Linked DNA regions of Anas platyrhynchos: region 2 is linked to region 1. A link is a contact called in public Hi-C data. All regions are on one chromosome and are shown on one strand. Each heading gives the region's core, a stretch centred on a gene start, on an enhancer-like site or on the middle of the called end of the contact. The rest is flanking DNA. Distances are from core to core; before and after follow the strand shown. Region 1 overlaps KSR1 (kinase suppressor of ras 1). Region 2 holds the start of NF1 (neurofibromin 1).

Region 1 (6,807 bases), core at 2,614-5,113:
CCCCTTTCAGGTCGGTGCTACACTAGTCACTGTGGAACCGCAAGTCAATTGGCTTTGTAAAAAAGATTTCAGGGGCTGGACACATCAGAGACATTAAAAACAGATCTGAAATACAGAGTTATGGCTGAACGTGAGAAATGAGGTGCCCAACCCAACTTCAAGCCCATCTAATAACAGTCCTCCCTTCTACAAACATAAGTAGGAAGCTGGCCTGGGCTGACCCCTTCTCTCTGTGGCTTCCACAGCGTGCATCACTTACCTGTGTGTTACAGCTAAGCCAAAATCTCTTCGTACTGTTTGAGGGGATCCTTGGGAGAGTTCTGATGGAGAACAAAACGATATTTTAGGGACGTATTAGTCACCAGCATGCCTACAAGTCTGGATGTAAACACTCATAGATAAGAACTAGTAGCCAGGACTCCAGTAGGAGTACAGCTGAGATTGGTTTGCACCTGTGCTAAAACGACCAGCTACTACTCTTATTTCATTGCACATGGAGGCAGTTTAAGGTAAGATTTGGTGGTGGAATCATAATTCTTCCTTCCTTTTGTTAAATCATTATGTTTTATATTTAGGGATTACAGAAGTTCATCTGATTAGGTCTAGGCCATTCTCAAAGCAAAGTGGACATTAGCTTACTTTTAATTAGTTTACCACAAATACTATCACCTGCTTTTCATACGGTGTCAGAGTATTCTTTTACACTGAAAATTATTATTACCATTTTTAGACAGAGCCAGTGTGACCCAGAAGAATAAAATGATTTAGGTTGGATCACTTAGCTAGCCAGTAAACGCAGAAAAGGAGACCTAGACTCCAAAATCCCAGTCCAGTTCTCCAGTGGTTATACCACAAAACTTTGTAAGACCTCTCAAATATTAAGACTCTGGCGTATTTCCTGAATTAACTCTATAGCCATGTTACAAATCTGGAGAAAACTCAATCTGCAGGCAGCAACACAGCTTCAAGACTGGACACTGTCAAGGCTTACAAAAAGACACTTTCTCTCTTTGGCCCTAGATGGCACCAAATTCTCTTTTATGATCACTCCAGTGAATGTTTTAAGGCATCTGTGGTCTTCTGCATCTTAAGAAAAGTCTGGCATCACTAGCTGTTTTTTCAAGGAATATTGCTGAGCTAGTGTGAACATCCAAACCACAATTAACTAATCGTGCATTAATCATCACATCAGTTAAGATGTCTAAACCCTTACTTAAGAGTTCTAAGGAATGTAACAAAGTTTGGAATTTAATGGGACTTAAAAGAGCCTACAGGGTAATTTTTAAAACAGACAATATGACTATGTGCACAGAAGCATCAGAAATCCTAATTTCTGTTTGAATTATTTCTTATGCCCTTTTTTTTATTTATTGCATAAATTCCATCAGTCTCCACAGAGAAATGCTCAGACGTCTGCTTACATCTCCATTTTAGAATTTTCTCTTTATACTTTTTCATTTCTCAAAGTAATTCCTGGGATTTTTGTTTTAAAGGCCATTAGATAAATGCACGCTGTCTCATCAGGATCAGCAAATGAGATGCACGCAGTCTCATCAGGAGAGATAAAACACCAAATGGCACTGATACATTACTGGATAAAAGCACAAGTCCTAGTCCTGTAAACCCTTAAATATGTGAATAGACTCATCAACATCAGAGGAAGTATTCTGCGTTTAGCAACTTGTTGGAGAGTTTCTCAAAAAGTTGCATGCAAGTGTCTAATTTCAATACAGAGGCACTTGGCAGTGAATATCCAAAGACACTATCTAAAGACAAATGGTTAGATGTGAAGTTATTTCTAGTACCAAGGGACACCAGTATCTGTTCTGAGGTCACAGACAACTGATTACACACAAACCCCTTGCTTTAACCCTCTAAACATCAGTATTCCCCTTCCTCGCTTTTGTTATCTGAAGAAGTACCAGTTACAAAGACCCTGTAAGCATCCTGCAGTTCTTCATCTGGCCAAGCTCCTGTTAAAGTTAACAGAAACTCAGGGATACAAGGCCCTCGTGAGGACCTCCAAAGGCTGCACAGAGATGATCACACTGCAGGTAGTTGGCAAGGACGGGTTCTTCTATCCCAGTCAATGAAATGAAGACAACCCTGTAAAAATCTCTTACCGAACCTAGAGAACAGAAAAGAAATTTGTTTAAGACATCTATATTCACGTGACAGGATACACACTTTGCTAGAGAAGAAACACTTTCCTGCAGCCTTTGACATTGGATTTACGAACAACTCTGGTTTTGCACTTGAAGTCACTCCATAGCCAATATTTGCCTGCCTACAAATCCTAGGCTTTGCTAGGCAGAGCCCCAGCTGCAGCCCGGGAACAGAGCATACAAGAGTGCACCTGAATTTTGGCTTGCAGCTGTGACGTGTGAATGGGACTGTACAACTGAGACAGCTGGAAGGCTCCACAGGGCAGGGTCTGAATGAAGAACGTGCCGGATTTTGCACCTCCTATCATGCTTATCAATAGGACCTGTATCACAGCAGAAACAGGTTCTTACAACTGACTTTCAGTACAAAGCAGTGTGTTGGCCACAGGTCTTTTCAGTTCAAGGTCACATTTTTCACCCATTCTTAAATGGAAACCACTTACTTGCTACGTTTAGAGGCCTAGCAATTTGCACATTTTAGTGTACACTTCATATGCACTCAAAATGTGAAAGAACACTGTACTGCTTACTAGGCCCCACATTTACAATGATTTCCTTCGTGTCAGTGAGCCGGCAGTCCAGTACTACACCATCAAAAGTCCATCCAAAATCTCAGCTCCATTCTGAGCTAGGCTAGTTTCCCTTATCTAAAAACGTATTTTTGGCAAGGAGGTCCTGAGTACAACAGGCTCTCTGAACTCTTCCAGGAGGTCAGTGTTATTTAAGTTATAGTGGTCCACTGCCAGCTAGAGAATTTGGATGCTGACCTAAGTTTCTGCAATGTTTAGAGATAGCCAGCGTTTCTGGAAAGCACATTTGTTTCCCGGTTTCAACTATTAGTTAGATTAAATTAGGTAAATACCTTTCATCCCACCTTCCCCCCAACAAAGTGCATCTCAAAGCCTGGATCAGTCCAAAAAATACTAATGTATAGCCTAAGACCATTTGTCTTTTTGTGGAGGTATAGTTGTCATATACACAGATGTTTTGAAGCTCACACTAGCAGCTAACACACATCTTAAGATAAAACATAAAAGGACACTAGCCATCTGAACTGTGAGGAACATTTAAGGTCAAAAAAGAATTACAGGATGTGGAATTAGCTGTTAGATACTTGAGAAAATTTGATGGGGCTCTTTAATAACAGCAGTCATCCCAACCTCCCCAGCAGGTGAAATTTCAAATAAAGTACAGTCAAAAAGACGGTTTTGTGGTTATCTTAGAATATCCCACTGATACAGATTGTAAGACCATGGTGAAACCACAGTCAGGTAACTGGACACCAGATCTTTTACACAGCATCACAACTGCAGCCCCGAATGCCCTTTGGGATGAATACAGCCCACCAATGCCTGTGGGGAAGGAAGTATCACACTTACTTTATTGGGGGAACATCATCTATCCTATTTCCCAACTGTGATTCGTGGGACTTGCTCCTCGTGAGGGCTGGAAAGTTAGGTAGCAGCTGAAAAACCTTCCGGCAAGGGGGAGGAGGAGTCCGTGGTGGCTTCAACTTATGCCGCCTCTTCGCTTGAGGAGTGGTTGGGGGAGTGATGGTGATGCTATGAGGAGTCCTTGGTGTTAACCTTCCACTGTGTGCAGGGAAGGCAAAAGGGTCCAGGAGGTTATCTGCATAGATAGAAGGTCCATGACTGGAGGAGACAGAATCTGAAGATGTGATTGTAGACACTGACACAGACCGTGCCTGCTGGCTATTGCCCTTGGGAAGGTTCAGTGCAGCGTGAGTCCGTGCGGGTGCAGAGGAGCCAGGGGACTCGGTCGTGTTGGTAGCGCTGTGCTCTCGGCGTGCCTCAGGAAGATTCATCAGCACATCATCTTTTAACTCCCCACCTGTGCAGCAAGCACAGTAATGTTAGATTTGGAAAAAAAAATTAAAAAGCTGGTAAATGTATTTAAACTACAAGCCGCTGTTTCCTCCTGTTTTGCATCTAGCCAAGCAATTCTTTCTCTTAAGATCCATCTAAGACACCAGCTGAAGTCGTCTTTCTGAGAATGGCAGTAACTATCCTTTTTTCCTAACTGTATCTCAGAGCTTAAAGGAGGTCTTATGTTGTAAGATGGGCTGAGTTTTAAGAGATCGGGGCACCACTGAAGAACGTGGGATACGCATACCTGCGTGAAAGACACCCGCATCCCCCTGCAAACCTATTTGGATTTGGTACCAACCTGCTTACACAAATCTGTACATCCAACCTAGCACCCTGACATCTTTCAGATTGGCTTCTGGTAAAGAGAGGAAATCATTTTCTGTTAGATAACAGAACTGCCAAATAACACTGAAAAGCTGTTAGATTGGAATAAAAGGTATTGAGATGTTCCTAACACTCATTTGGCCAACTCTCTCTCTGGCGTGTAACCACTGGCAGACCTTACCTGCCAGCTGGAATACCGAGGTGCTGCTGTTCAGTTACAGGCAGCAGCAGCACTCAGCACAGAATTGGTGTGTTTGTCCTGACTATTAGCTAGAGCTTCACCAGGGACAGACAGCTGGATAAAAAGGAACCACCACAACCTGCCGGATCGCTGGTGGAGCTCAGCACTGCCTTCTGCAATGCTTGTTTTTCAAACACTGCTCAGTGTTTAAAAAAAGATCATATACCTGGGACTAAAACAAAAAAATCCTCTCTCTCAAAACACACTTTTTTTTTTTAATGAAAAGAGAGGAACATTAATACAAGTACACTAAAATTTGGGCTAGATGCCATTTCTGTGAGTGGATGCCATGCCTTCTGAACAATGGCTGTTTTTGTCACAGTATGGATGGGAAATATTTGACAATGCAGGATAAGAAAGATTAGAAAAAAGGAAATATGGAACTGAGCTGTTTGTTGGCTTTTCCATTAACTAATCTTTATGATTTGCGAATGGTATGAACTGTCATAATACCAACAGGAAACAGCACCTTTCAGTGACAGATTGATAACTGTTACAAAGAAAGATCTGATGCACACTGGTACCAGTATGCTGTGAGAAACGCTCTCATACCAACCGAATTCACAGTGCTTTGAAAGCAGCCTGGGGCAGGTGACAGGAGAAGACAGTGAAACAGCAATCTGGAAGTGTTGTGTTTGTCTGTTCTTAAATAACTTGGTCAGATCAACTTGCACACTGAACACACATTCCTAATTACACAGTATCCTTCTATACTTAATTTCAATGTAAATCAAGGTTCTTTCTAGCTCTTACATCTGCTACTGGTATTTGGCTAATGATTCTATCAACTCCAGCAGAAAAACAGCAGGAAGCAAGGGTTTTAAAGAGAAGTGAATCAACTGGCAGACTGCAAGCTATGCGGTGATAACGGGCTGTCAGAGGAATGTTCTGCTTTTGCAAAGCATTGAGCTGAAAAATGCTCAGGTTTCTGAGCAACATCACACTAAACAGAATTGCACCTTCTCTCTGAGCTGGCAGTATTTGGGGAGGGGATTACCCACAAGAAATCTGTTTGCAATCATCAGGTCAAGGATACTGAATGATGGAAGACAACTGGAGCATCAAACTCAACTCTGAACACAAAGGGAATAATCATACAGTTTCTATTGAGTTGGAGAGGGTACTTCCACATACCTTTATTTCAATAGCTGAACATGATGTCAAAAACAAATCCATTCCATAGCTCTAGACGTGTTTGATCACTGCAATTTCTTGCACATCCAAGAACCACAACCTGAAACTGGTTACAGCATATACCCAAAGACCCAAAGGTTTCTGCAGATTGTCTTACATAAAAGGAAGCAGGATGTGATCTGGGTTGCTGAGAACCTAATGCCACAGAACAGAAAAGGCAGTCTGTACCTGACTCAGTCACCTTCCTTAAGCAGCTCAGCGCCCCATTGAGTCTGGAGCACTCTTCATCTCTGGCACCACATCTCTTCATTGTTTCTTTCACCTTTGACTCATTCATTTCGAGTAAGGCATCTAAGGTTAGTTCCTCCGGTATTCTCTGCGGGGGGGAAAAAAAATAAAAAATTCAATGCACATTTTTTAATATACATATATAAATAAGACTGTCATTTGGTTTTCTGATGTAGTGCCATTGTCTCACTACTGGGTCTGACCCATGATTTAGTCATTTGGTAGTGAATTTCTCTTAAGGACCTCTGGGTCAGTAATGATCACGCAGCAGCAGCGCTCTAAAGCTGCTCTCTTCTCTCTACACCACAAGAGACCAGGCGTGTGCCTGAGTGTGCTCTGCATCATTAGGATGTTATTGTCTGTCTCCAATATTGAAGTTAGGATTACAGTTGATTGAAATATTCTTTCCTCTCCGTGTGGAAAGTTTTCATTCAGTATTTTTGAAAAGCTACCAAATGAAGTTCATCTTTTTCATCAAAAAACAAAGAAGGAAAAAAAAATGAAAAATTTTCAGAGAACGGTATTTAGCTTTCTGGCGAGGAAATAAAAAGTGCAAAGTGTGGAAAATGGCATAACAAAACTACAAAGAGACAGTGACCTCTTCCTTGAGTAATTTTTCCTTCACTAAAGGACCAGCCTTACCAATACCTTGCTTAGAACAATATTTGTGAAGAGCTCATTGCGCCCCTTAATATGCTAATGCCCCAAAATAACAAGGTTTAAATCAGGCAGACACAAAAGATGCAGGATGATGGAAAGCATGAAA
Region 2 (6,763 bases), core at 1,469-3,968, 100 kb after region 1:
GACAAACATTCTTTGGAACCCTTCTGATAAACAGCTTTAGGTAAGTTCTTTGCTCCACTGAAGCCTATGGGTGTTTTGTGTTCATTACTTCTTTTATACTCCTCAGGACAAATCCACTTCTGCCAGTCCCAGCAGCTTCTGGGTGTACGCCATCATGAACCGGACTCAGGGATCTCAGAAAACTCAGTGCTGGCCTGATCTCAGACACCCTGCACAGCTGCACGTGGACGTTGCAGCAGGACAGCAGAACCCTAACCTTACCCTGTCCTCCCAGGTTGAAGGTAACCATTCACCTCTCCAGGAGGAATGCTGGGGAGAATACAAAGTGCTTATGAAATGACACAGTGATACAAACTGCTCTTTTGCTGATGTGGTTGTCAGCAGAGATTTGCTTTGAGCGCAGACATAGAAAGTATGATTAGAAAAGGTTCCAGTGACCAGCTTCATTCTCTGTCCAACTCAGTTAAGATTTTGATAATTAAGCAAATATATATCCATATCACGTAGGTTTGCTTTGGATGTAAAGCTATATATAACCAGTACATTAGCAGTCTTTTCTAGAACATAATTCAACATTTAGTTTTAAAAAGATTTTTGAAATATATTGATGCTGACCATTATAATGCACTCTAATGCAAAGGAATCAATAGCCTTTACACCACAACTAGTTTATTGTAGATGGCAAATGAATAATGCAAAATTCAGTGCACTTAACAGCCCAATATTGGACTTCACAATTTGTATAAATCAGAATGCTTTTTGCATTTCCTGAAAGGTAATACCACAAGTTCTACAGACAGAACACTACTATTTATTCTTCAAGCATTCTTTTTCCTAAGTAAAATATTTGTGATTGGTTTTCATCTTTGTTATAAAACATTTGCTTCTTCAAATTCTTGCTATGAGGTTGTTGCTAGAATGCAATGGAATTGTTCACATTGTAATTCTGAATTAGAGGAATTCCACTGTTCATTATTTACAGGGAAAGTTACCTCAGAATATATTTCATATGCTTTTGCTGAAAATTAATCTGCGTTTTGATAACAGCAACACTATCCAAGACAAAGCAAGGCCCCTAGTGAGCACAGTAAAAGCAGTATCCCTCCTGGTTTAAACAGTAGCTAGACAAGGTTGGAAAAAGATAGCATTGGATGATATCTCTAATTCCATGTTTTCCCACAGTGCTGTATTTAGGCTCAATTGCATCTTGATTACACGCTAAAATGTTTTTCCTGATGCTACTGCTTAGGTTATTTACATCACAGATACTGACTCAGGAATGTCTAAGAAGTCTCTGTACAAACCAAACACCTAATTTTATGCTGCTTGCATTATTAGTTTTGAAATAGTGTTTTGAGATTTTCTTCCACATTTGGGCAAATGGAAAATGAGACGTGTCCTTGTTTCAGCAGCTGGATTTATTTTCAGTTTTTATTTTACTCTGTAGTAAGACGATTGATAACTTTTTAATTTACTAATTCAAGTTGATGATTGAAATATCTGTTTAGCAAATGTTTCAAATTTGACTGAAGAAATGGGATTAAACAAAAACTGAGATGAGTTTATTGTATAGTACACTCTCAACATACATGACATACATGGCTGTATTTTTATGTCATGTCAGAACATATTAAGCACACTGTAGCGTAATGGCCTGATTACATCCCGCAGGAAGGATTTGGCAGTATCATCAAACCCCACGTATAAACTTTGGAAGTAAAAATAAAAATTGGTGCACTTCATCAGAATGATGCTGCCTTGGAAGAGAAGGGGCCTGCCCTCCCTCCTGTGGGAATTACAGATTTGCAGATTACAGCAGGGCAAACTGGACGGGCTCATTTTGTGTCTGAAACGGCTTAAAAGTGCTTTGTGGCAATCAGTCAGTGTAGACGCTGCATTCGTGATGCTTCAGACAAAGAAAATTAATCATCTGGGCACAGTCTGAGCAGACCTGGACCTGAAGTAAGACCAGAAGAAGAAAGCCCATTCATTCCTCAGTTCTTCGCTTCGCATGTGTCAATTTTAAACCCCTCGTTCAGGAAGCCCTACCTGCACTGGCCCATTTATTTCTATCACCAGACCCGTAACGCGGCTGCAGCACGGCAGGGCGCTGCTTGGTGCTCCTGCCTGCCCTGAAGGGCAGCAGCTCAGCGCTCCCGAGGACGCTGGAAGCGGCTGTGCTCGTCCTGCGCCCCGCGTTCCCTCCTCTCCCGAGTCACGCGCGGTTGGCTCGGGGCCGTAGCGAGCTCTAAAGGCCACAGCTGCGGGCGGCGGAGCCCTGGGCAGTACCAGGAGCACGCAGCGGGCTGTTACTGAGCGGCCTCGCTATTCCCCAGCCAGCGGGGCCGTGCCGCCGGCCTCGCCCTTTGTGCCTGAGGGGCCGCGGGCAGGGCCCCCCCCGCCCCCTCTGAGCACAGCTCGGCGCGTTCCGCTGCTCCGGGCACCCGCGGGGCCTCCCGCCGCTCCCCCCGGGCGGTCACCGCCGGGCGCCCTGAGGAGCCCGGAGGGCACCGCGGCGGGGCCCGGAGCCGCCCCTCAGCCGCCGCCGCGGCCCCTCTGCGCGGCGCAGGCGCGGAGCCGCGGCCGGGCGCATGCGCGGTGCTCGCCCGGGGGCCGCGCAGGCGCCGCCCGCCGCCGCCCGCGTCTCGGCGCTCCCCCTGGCGCGGCGGCCGCGGCGCTGCTGCTCGGCGGGCGGGCGGGGGCGGCCGGGCTCCCGCTTCCGGCGTGGTGTCATGGCGGGCCCCGGGCGCTGAGGGCCGCGGGCAGCCGAGGGGCCCCCGGAGCAGCGCGCCAGGGATCCGCAGCCGCCGCCCTCGCCCCTCGCCCCGCGCCGCCGCCGCCGCCGCCCCCCGCGGGGATCCGCCCCCTGCCTGGCCGGCCGGGCGGGGGGGGCCATGGCGGCGCACAAGCCGGTGGAGTGGGTGCAGGCCGTGGTGAACCGCTTCGACGAGCAGGTAGCGGGGGCGGCGGGCGCTGCACCGGGGGCGGCCGCCTCCCGCCTGCCCCCCGCGGCCGGGCCCTGCCGGGGGCTCCTCCACACCCCCCCCCCCTCCCCACCTCCACCTCCACCTCCGCCGCTCCTCAGCGCTGGCGGGGCCCGGCCGGAGCGGGGCGGGCTCGGGGAGCGGGGCGCGGGGCTCGGGGCGCCCTTTGTGCGGCGCTGGGTGGGGCCCGCGGGGCCGCCCCGCTGCCGGCACCGCCCGGGGGGCGCGGGGGCTGGGGCCCAAACGGCTGCGCCCCCCCCTTCAGCTCCCCCGGGAAGGCGCTGGGCGCTTGCGGAGGGGCCTGGCGGGTGTCGCCCCTTGGGTTTAACTTCTTCTCGTTCAGCAGGAGGGAATTAAAGCCCCCAGGGCAGCGCCAGGACTACGTGCGGCCGTGCAGGCAGCTCTGCCTCCGAGCCCGCAGCCGGCGGTGTCAGTGCCGGGCTGGAGGTGTCCCGGGCCGTGCTGTGGCACTGACACGGACTGACTGCTCTGTACAGTCAGTGCCGGGAGCGGGGAGAAAGGCTTTCTGGATAGAAGGAGGAGCAGTGCGTTGGCCTTGGACTTGGTGCTTCTCTGACCCACCTGAAGGAGCTGCTCACTGGGGTTAGGTGGCACGGCTCGCTCAGCGAGGCTCAGCTCAGTGCTTACCCCCTGCATTTTTCCCCCCAGATGCTTTCCTGGCATATAAGCAGGAGGTCGGTTTAGGCAAAGCGATCATTTTCTGTCGTGCCTCACCTTGCTGTTCCGTGAGGACCTCCTTTGTGCCACCAAGGGCCCAGCCCAGCTCCTGTCGAAGGCACGAAGCTGGTCCTGTAGATTGGGTTTCGTTCGCCTGCCTTATTCACGTGTCCCTCGTAGTGATGCTTGGCTTTTGACAACCTGCAGCAAGATTGCAGCCTAGTGGAATAAAAATAGGCTGCTCCTTTTTATGTTTATTTGCAAACTGCTATGAATGAGGCTTATTTAAAACAGGGAAACATAAAACTTTGTCTTTTGACATTAAAGTGATGCAGATTTTTCCAATACATTTTAGGCATGATATTTGCATAGCTAACTTATCCCCCCCACCACCTTATCTTGAGTCATAGATCATTTTTTCCATAAGCATAAAAGGCATGGTACTGATTATGCTCCCAGTAATGCAAGAAAATGTTTCTTTGTGTACTGGTGTTAAAAGGCCCTAGGCTTTGTCGTTTGCTCTGTTATGTATATTGTGGAACTGGGCTTGCCAACATCTGGTAGGAGTTAAGAACTTGAGCTTTTTAAACAGAAGTATTTCTCTGTGCGTTTCAGAGGAAGCACAGACAGGTACCCGGGAGGGATCCTCTGCTGGCAGGAAGAGGCTGTCCTGATTTTCAAGGTGCCAGAACGTTGGAGTTACAGGAAAGCGCACACAGCGTGCAGCATTGACTGCTGCAGTCACAGCGTGCTCGCAAATAGGTGTTTTTACAATATTTTGATCCTTTAGTGAATGGTCCTCTTTAACCAGTGCAAGTTTTTTTTTGCATTGTATCAACTAGTGAGTGAAACAGTGAGGCGAAGATGAGATACTAGTGTCCACTTCTTTGTGAGAAGTCTTCCCTCTCGTTGATTAATTTCAGCTCGGGGTTCTCAATTTTGTTTGTTTTCTTTTAATACATTGTTTCCTCCACCTGGCCTAGCCTGACTGATCTTCATGGTGGAAAAGTGACTCTGTTCTTAGCGGAATACTCAATTGACAGGTTACTGTGACACCCTCACTACTACTAACAGTATTCTGAATCAGTGGTGATGCTTCTGTGCTTCTTGGAACTCCTCACTTCTGTGTCCTCTTTGGGTAGTCCTGTGGCTATGAAGTTACTGGCTTTTGCTGTATTTTGGATTGCTCATTTGAAAATCAAGCTTGTATTTCATAAAAATATACTGAGTGTAGTGCGTGCCATTTTAGTGGTGATGTTGTTTTGAGCGTTTGCATGCTGGGTCTGCCCTTCTGAACGCAGGACCTTTTGGTTCAGCACTGAGGGAGCCGGACTGCCACTACGTGTTATATCACCGGCGTGTCTGAGTAAGGCAGGGGAACTCGTGTTTGCTTTGGGCTGGGAGTTGTTTTGGTTTGTTTTCTGCGGGGGAGAGAACATACAGCTTTTCAAGGTTTATTCCTTCTTCTAAAAGGAAGAAAATGCAACCATCTTTCACCAAAATTTATTGATGTAGACAGGCTTTTCATTCATTTGCTAAGTGCTTGAATTCATTTTAAGACAGATGAACAACAAACTGAGAGAATGCTAATCTGTACTGAAAACAACAAAAATCAGTGCAAACCAGTCTGTTCTTGTCTACTCTTGTTTATTGTTATAAATGCTGCTTTAACCAAAATCTGCTTTTGTGTGTATGATTCTGTGGGCCTAAATTGAATGGCAAGCATAGTTTTATGAATTAACCAGTGAGTGGCTCACTGAATACATTTTTCAAATATAGTGCCAGTTCTGCCCAGCTGCGCTCACTTCTCAGACTTCGACTGCAGTGCACTCTTCTTTGAGCTATCCTTGAAGACTGCTTGAAGGTTTCAGCTGGTGCAGAAAGAAGCTATTGACGGTTCATGGGAGACTAGATCACATTTCTGATGTAGCATGTTCAAAATCCGTGGAGTGATTTCATTTGTAGTGCTGGTTATTGCTGTATGTCTCAAAACTTTCAGTGGTCTGGATGGAATTAGGCTTCAGTAGCACAAAGAGGCTAGGCTATGTTTTAGTAAAATTCTCTGTGATTTCAGACATAATCAGGTCTTTGTAAAATAAAATGGTCTCTTTTTTCCCATGGAAATGTTCACTTACAGTTTTATGTACTGTATTTTTATAGTATTTTTTAATGTGTTGCAGCTGAAGTCATGGGAAGGCTGATGCGGTAGTGAAATGGTTCTTCTAAACTTAGTCAGAGAAGCCTTACTGCCTAAACCATTTAAATCTAGGCTGTGTTAAAGGCTATCAGATAGAATAAAAGGTATTAATCCTGTATAAACTTGTGGTAACTTAAGCGATTATGATATACTTAAATGAAAGAAGCCCTTTATTATGTGGCTTATGGTTTAGGCTCCCCATTTGTAGTTTGAGGAATATGATTGCTTTCAGTTACGAAAGCTTTTGTAAAAACTGAGCGCCACTAGGAATGGTCCATTCTTCCTTTCATTAAAAGGCATTAAGTTAAAGCAAATATTCCCTCCTCCTGTTGCTTCTCTCTGTGGCATTTGAAATCTATACGGAGTCAGAAACCTGGAAAAGCACTGGCTGCAAGCACTGGCTTTGTGTCTTTCATTGCTGTTTTTCATCCTGGCTTGTTAAGAAACCCCTAGCAGTAATAAGTACGTATTTCAAAGTATTTCATGTGAGTTCTGGATGGCTGTGCTCCTCAAGCAAAATGGTATCTGCTGTAAGGCAGGGCTGCTCTATGCAGAGGATGGAGCTTTTTTTCTGCAACTGCTCTGGCTGAAAGATTTCTGCAGGACCTGGGAGCCCAGTGGGACTGTGACCCTGCCCTTAGGCACAAAGGGCGCTACTTCATCCTTCTCTGGCGTAAACCTGAAGCAGCCCTGATTTTACTTTTCTAAACCAATGTATGTAATGTATTGAAAAAGAGCTGCTAGGCTGCATGCAGATGGTGCCCTGAAGAATAGGTACAGGAGTGGTCCATGTGCAGCGGATGTTACCCCAGTCTCTTAGTGAGCTGCTGAACAGCGCCAGGGTGCTTTGATGATTCTCCTTATTTAATGCAGCACTTTGTGTTTGTGGTGTAGGTAAATAGAC

Evidence for each region. Hi-C and Micro-C count contacts between places; a contact is called where the count stands out from the background.
Region 2: a Hi-C map of skeletal muscle shows a contact between it and region 1, with 4 times the contacts expected there. The contact joins the promoter of NF1 here to the enhancer-like site in region 1. A contact is called at or near these places in 5 of 8 Hi-C or Micro-C datasets (F1 follicle, liver, skeletal muscle and 1 more).

The regions. Positions count from the first base shown.
Region 1 is chr20:1,029,193-1,035,999 of IASCAAS_PekinDuck_T2T, forward strand. KSR1 (kinase suppressor of ras 1) reads right to left here. Exons shown (of 19, transcript XM_027472475.3): 3 at 5,982-6,129; 4 at 3,545-4,016; 5 at 2,124-2,128; 6 at 260-320. Among named protein-coding and RNA genes, the nearest start is that of NOS2, 42 kb to the left of the region's middle. Within about 2 kb of position 3,864, at least 1 of the 8 cell types and tissues checked has an H3K27ac peak or open chromatin away from gene starts, as enhancers often do.
Region 2 is chr20:1,133,027-1,139,789 of IASCAAS_PekinDuck_T2T, forward strand. It overlaps NF1 (neurofibromin 1), which reads left to right and starts at 2,719. Exons shown (of 57, transcript XM_038165781.2): 1 at 2,719-2,954. The coding sequence starts at 2,895.